Regions from separate parts of the Rattus norvegicus genome. Here region 1 is linked to region 2. The links are chromatin contacts, called in public Hi-C maps. All regions are on one chromosome and are shown on one strand. Each heading gives the region's core, a stretch centred on a gene start, on an enhancer-like site or on the middle of the called end of the contact. The rest is flanking DNA. Distances are from core to core; before and after follow the strand shown.

Region 1 (3,162 bases), core at 273-2,772, 600 kb before region 2:
GTCCTCCTAGACCCGCCGCCCTCCCCGCCTCCACACCCCCTGCGCCTTTCTTCACCGGGCTCTTGGTTTACAGGGGCTGCAGCTGGTAGACTTGGCAAGCTCGCCTCATTAAGAGCGCTTTTTGAAAACGGACTGTGTTTGAGCATTTCCCTAATGAGGACAGGACGGGGTTAAAAAGTGACCATTTCATGGTTGACTTGAACCTGCCTACTTTTCTTGATGTGTCGTTGTGAAATGCTTGATGTGGGTAACTTCCACTTGGGGAAGGAAAAAGTCACTGGTTCTTTCAGGTCCGCTGGGGGAGGGCACGGTGGTCAGGAGTGCGAGGACTGGAGAAAGTTGAGGGGGGAAAGTCCGGGGCGCAGGGTGGGAGCGGGAGGCCGCGGGGGGCCTGGAAACGCTCGGCGGCCCCAAGCTAGGGCGACACGGAGCCCCGGGCGCTCACTTTTCTTTCTCCATTGTCTGGGCAGCCTTTGATTCCTCCATTTCCCCACCCACCCCTAGCGGAAACCCGGAATTTGGGGGGCGGTGTGTGTGGGAGAGAGTGCCCGCGCGAATAGGGGTGCGGGCCGGCCGCCTCCCAGGTCCCGGGAATCAAGTTCATTCACTCGGCGGGGGGCGGGGCGGGGCGCTGGCGGGAGCGGCCGGGGAAGAACCGCAGCCGCACACGCACCCCGCGCGCTCCCGCCCCGCAGCCTCGGGCGCGCCGCGGCCCCGCCCTGCCTTGCACCCCCGCGGGAAGGGAGCCGCTTTCCGCCGGCGCCCCGGGCCCTGGGGGTGGGGATTGGGACGCGGCCAGCGCGGCAGGAGGAGGAGAGGAGGGGCGAGCGGTGGTGGTGGCGGGGCCTTCCCGCTCCGAGCGCGGCCACGTGCACCGGGCGCCGGGGGAGGGCGAGCGGCGGCGGCGAGGCTCGGGGGACCCCAGGGACCCCGGCGCCCCTCTCCGCTCGCCACTGAGGGCTCCGGGCTGGGCTGCCCGCCGCGCCCTCGGCTTCGCCCCGGTTCGCTCCAACTCCAGGAGGCCAAGTTCACTGTGGCCCCAGCCTCCGCCCTCTCACTCCCTCCAGCCGCCTGGGGTGCTAGAGTCGGCGCCCTAGCCCCAGCTCCGGGCGGCCTGGGTGTGAGGGAATTTTCCATTCGTTTCTTTCTTGGGCCCAGGCCGGTTCAGGGCTTCTCCACTTAGGATGTTCTTGAGGCTTGAGCGTCTGCAGCGAGCAGTGAAATAACCTCTCCCTGGGCGGGTTTTCGGGGGTGCAAGTAGAGTGGCAGAGAGAAGAGCTATTTCTGAAAAAAAAAAAAAAAAGTCCCAGTACTGTGGCACCGGTCTGATACCTTTAACAAATGAGGGGGAGAGACGCGAGGGCTGGGGGAGGCGCGCGGGAGGAGGAGGAAGGTGGGGGGCGGGGGGTGTGGAGAGGCTGGTGCAAAAGGAACGCGCGTTTGCTGGAGGAGGAGGAGTAAAGCGGTGATTGTGTAATTAAATAATAAAACAATCCTTAAGTCTGATTTGGAGAGAGCTCGAGCGGGGTCCAGAGGGTGGAACCGGTGAATCTTTCAACTTGCAAGTTTTTCAAGGAAAGAAAGCGAGAGAGGGAGGGGGAAAGCGCCCAGAACAGAAAAGAGGAGTTTGCAGCCAAGCGGGATCGATCGTTTGGGATTTTTTTCAGGAGGTCCTTCCGATCCCTTCCGTGGGCTGTGGGCATCGGCACCGGCAGCGGAGTCCACGCTCGGCGGGTCAGACGCGGGGCGAGGCGGGCGGGCGGCGGTGTGGCGGGGCAGGAGCGCAGCAAAGGCTTTTCCGCCCGGGAGCTCCGCGCCTGCGCCCCCTCCCTCACCCCGGCCTCTCCCTGCTCCCCCCTCCCCACCCCCACCCGGCCCTCTCCGGCGCGCGCCCCGCCACCCGCGCGCACTCGCTTGCGCTCCCCCTCGCGCACACACATGGTCGGCTCGCGGCAAAGTTTCGCCTGCGTTCGCCACTCCCGGATCCTGCTGCAGTATTGGCGGCGGTAACCTTGAACTTTCCCAGCGCGGTGACACATTCTCCTCGCTTTCCCCACCGCCCGGCCTCCTGCGCCCCCCTCCCCGCCTTTTTTTAAAAAAAGCATTTCACCACCCACCACCACCCCAATCCAACACACGCCGAACTCTCGCGCACCCCAAGCCCCCAACAACAACAACAACAACAACAACAACAACAACAACAACAACTGCAAAACAGAAAACAAATCCCCTAAACCGGGCGACCAGCAGCCTGCACCGGCGGCGGCCTCGGAGAGCTCGGCCGGCGCGCGCGGACCGCAAGAGGGTTAAAAGTGTAGATTGGATTTCACCCCGGGAAATCTAGCTCGCCGAGTGAACTTGAATCTTTGGCTATTTAAGGAGGACTGGGTTTGTTGCGAAGTTGCGGTGATCCGGCGCAGAGCCCCGTCCTGATTGATCGCACCGCTGGGCTCAGATGACTGTAAAATGAATAGATGAAATCCTTGCTTCTCGAAGATTTTCTTGGGCATCTCCGGGAAAGTGCGTTTTAAGGCGAAGTCATGATGTATTCTCCCATCTGTCTCACTCAGGTACTTATCTTGGTCGCTTTCTCGAGCTTTCTCTGGCCCCAGACGCCTTTGTTGTATCTTGCTCTTGTGCTGCAGACCCTCTAAGGCTTTGCCTAACCTTGGCACACCCTAGTCTTCCCGAGAAGTAGTGAGGAGTTGCGGTGGGCTGTGCGGGCGGCGTGGGACCACGGCTACCTTATACGCCCATCCCAGCGCCCAAGCGGGGAGATCCGGCAACGGGCGGGTGAGGTTGCTAGGGTGGGCCGGGCCGAGACCTGTGGCCGTGAGCCCCGCAGGAGCCTGCGGCGACCGCGGCGGCGGTGGCTGTGGCAGCACCCTTACTCCCTGGCCGGTGCGCGTGGGGCGGACTCCGGCTTGGGAGCAGCTGTAGAGGGACTCTTGGGCAAGGGGCTGAGAGCTTGGCTTGAGCGCCTTTGGACTCCGCTGCCCGCAGTGGGCGGGTGACAAGACCAGTCTAGGTGGTGGTCCAGAGGACCTATTACTTTGCGTATTTGGGGACCTAAAACCCTGTTCTACAGTGACCCACACTTTGTAGAGACCTCACTTTATTATATATTTATGCTGACAAGAGTTGGGTTGTTTGTGGTGCATT
Region 2 (3,316 bases), core at 264-2,763:
TCATACCCCTATTGAATCATCATCGATATATTTGCATGATATCCTACATATATTTTTCTGATGAACTAGGTTATTTCTATAAAATACTTCAAAATTCCTAACTTCACAGAAGCCAAATAATTAATGAGGCAATTATGTTTGTTTTCCTAATGTGATCAGAGCCAAGGAAAAGCAAGGCACAACCCAGAGACCTGTCAACAGCAGCCATTTATCCGGGGTTGGCTTTCTTGCCCCGTACTCCATAATACACCTAGATTAAAAATCCCTTGCAGTGAACAACAAGAATACTGTTTGTATCTGTTTCATTGTTACATGTACCTTTGTGCTATCTTATTTATTCTGGAACACTACTCTCCTCAGCTCTCCATTTATTTCTTATAATGGGAGTGCATTTGCTTATAACTCTCTTCTATTAAAGAACTCTAGATATCAGCATTATCACTCTTAAAATATGTGCTAATCATAAATAATTCAACTTCCTGAAGCATGGTTTCCTCATCTATATGATAAATATAATGCCTCGTAACAATTTAATGACAATTAAACATAAAAACTATGAGGGAACATGATGGGGAAGGAGTCGGTAGTACAAGAATTTTTTTCTCCCATTTCACTATTTACTGCACCCCATTCAGCTGTATGAATTACACTGCATCAAATTCAATCTAATTTCCAAGGTTTCAAGACACCTGTCTAGAGAGTGAAAATGAATGCAGCCATCCAGGTGTTTGGCCTCGGTGATGACAGACATCAAACACTTTCCGAGCCATCTGGGTGTCTAGCATGCGTGTTCCTTACACTTGTATCCCAATCTTTGTAGCTGAGGCCAGAGAGGAAAATATCATTGGAGTTTTCTAAAATTGTATATTAGCAAGTTTTTAGAAGTGTGAATATAATTTGTTTTCTTTTAAATGGTTTCTATTTAAGTAACTTTCAGAAAGCAAAGGCTATTTAATTTTAATATTATTTTCTGAAATCTAGACACCTTACAAAGATCAGGAAATGGCTGTGTGTTACAAACCCTCATCTTTTTTTTTACTCACGAAAATTAAGAACAAGAGAATCCTAGTGATATTGTAAGGCTTGAGAATTAAGTAGTTAACATCACTGAGACACGGAGGAAGACTTTTGACCTTCAGCCATAAACTACTACTTCAGACACTGATCAAATTCTTTGCATCTAAATTGCATATGGCTAGAGCTATGTGAGAACAAGCCCCCATATACTGTGTACAGAAAACCACATAGAATAATTCTATCTTTCTTCCTGATCCTGACCTTTATGTTACTCTCTGACATGATGTCTTCCCAGACATTTTTTTTTAAATTTGTTTGGAAGCCAGAGAGAATAAACAGTATTTCCTTGCACCCAGTCACACGTGCGTCCAGTCACTGTAATCCAGCATGTGCCCTCCAGTTCATTGCTTAAATAGACGCTGCATTAAGATCTGGTGTCCTGTGAACAGCTGATGCAATTTTCCTCAGTCACAGGGATGAATCTTGGATAACATTTCTGGCTCTGAGAAATCCCCAAGTCACAGAGAGACAATCGATTTGGTTGACCCAGCACTTTGCACTCCCGTTACAGCATGTTCCACAGCAGTGTCTCTGGGGATAACGTGAGTTTTTAACAGTGCCGAAAGCCACCCTGTAATCATCCTGTGTGGATTTCACTAGCATTCCAAGGCATCCCAAACAATTCCAAGAAGACTTTGGGGGACCTAGGGAGGTTTTCTAAACATTTTCTTTCTGCTTGAAAACACTGAAGATAAACAGCTCCTCACAACTACCATAACAACAGAGTTATTTGATCACAAATACAAGCCATCAACTGTCATTGTACCTCAAGACAACTGAATGGCCCACAGACGTCATTCCTGAAAAACTCTCAAAAGAAGTTGTTTTTCATATCTTTACATTAAAGATGGGAAGTTGGAAGACTGTAATTTGCTTCAACATTCTGTATTCTGATTAATTCATCATTTAAAAGCAGAAATAAGTAGCAGGAGGGGAAGAAAGAACATTCCTGCTAAGTGGATTTGTTGGTAATATGACCAGCTGCAAAGTGGGGTGGAAGAGAGAAGCTGCCAACAGGCAGTGTCTACAATAGCTGATTGTCTTGGAGTCCGTTACTGGTGGGATCTTCAGTCATTAAGACTGGAACATGACAACCAGCCTTGGCTTAGGGGCAAGAACTCTAAATTTGTAGTCAAACAAGTATCCCCAAGCCAGTTGGAACAGCCTGTGAGAACCAAATACTACATTTTTCTGGAATTGTGAAACCATTAATGTTACCTTGGTGGCTTAAAATTGGCTGTAGCAGCAGTATTCATACTGTGGTTGGGAACTTATGACAGAAACCAGGACTTTCATTGCTTGAAGAGATTGTTGCTGAGCCTTCATTAGAGTCTCATCAAACCAATCAAACTTAACTTTTGAAAAGTCTAGCATGCACCACTTGTGACACAGGGAAATGACAAAGCAGCAATGATCTTAGGCAGAGCCATAGTCTTTGAGTAAGGAATGGTAATGGTATACAAGTGTAATACTCTTATCAGGATTCAATCAGGTGTTCTTCATAACCAACATTTAATATTCATTTGAATATATTATTCACTTAATAAATATTAATAGAGCATATTTTCCCTTTTGGCTTGGAGCTGCTGCTAGTGTTGGAAACACAAGGATGAGTAGATTGGCACAGACCTCAGAGACATCAAATCCTGATTATAAGATAATATTGACAACTTTGGTGTGAAATATAAATGCTCAAGGTTAGAATAGAGAGGGAAATGGGCCACTGCTGCCAATATTTGTAGTAGTCTATTCTCTAGAAGAGAGTTTATAGATCTGTTTCTAGACATGCTTAGCACTAGATCTCTTGGATTTAGAACCAGCATCTAAGACTTCTGTAGAAATACATGTAAAGCAGAGAAACTCGTTAGAATTGGAAAAGTATCCATTTGTAAGTTTATTATGAGAGTAGAGCTCTCTATCCCCAAAATAAATCTTCACTGCCTAACCTTATGCCTTTCCCACTGATTCCTGTGGGTCTAAAAGTTAAGTTATAGTCTATTGGAATTAAATTATAAAAAGTAAATATTTGTAGTAGATTTATACTACTTGTAGGACTAAATATTTGTACTATCAAATGTTATGTTCTTTACATAATAACTGTGACTGAATACCTGACACAAGCAATTTTAATGGAGGAAGGGTTCGTTTTGGTTCACAGTTCAAAGTATTCAGTCCATAGTCATTGGCTCTGTCAATTGTAGATGCTTGGTGAGGCAAAACACTGTGGAGGCTGGAGCAT

The links. Hi-C and Micro-C count contacts between places; a contact is called where the count stands out from the background.
Region 1: a contact with region 2 is called in a Hi-C map of psoas muscle, with 3 times the contacts expected there. The contact joins the promoter of Nfib here to the enhancer-like site in region 2. A contact is called at or near these places in 1 of 12 Hi-C or Micro-C datasets (psoas muscle) and 1 of 1 datasets of contacts at active chromatin or transcription factors (oligodendrocytes).

The regions. Positions count from the first base shown.
Region 1 is chr5:102,018,305-102,021,466 of GRCr8, reverse strand. Nfib (nuclear factor I/B) reads left to right here and starts at 1,522. Exons shown (of 12, transcript NM_001398938.1): 1 at 1,522-2,570. The coding sequence starts at 2,541.
Region 2 is chr5:101,415,773-101,419,088 of GRCr8, reverse strand. No RefSeq gene overlaps it. Among named protein-coding and RNA genes, the nearest start is that of Mpdz, 450 kb to the right of the region's middle. Within about 2 kb of position 1,513, at least 3 of the 93 cell types and tissues checked have an H3K27ac peak or open chromatin away from gene starts, as enhancers often do.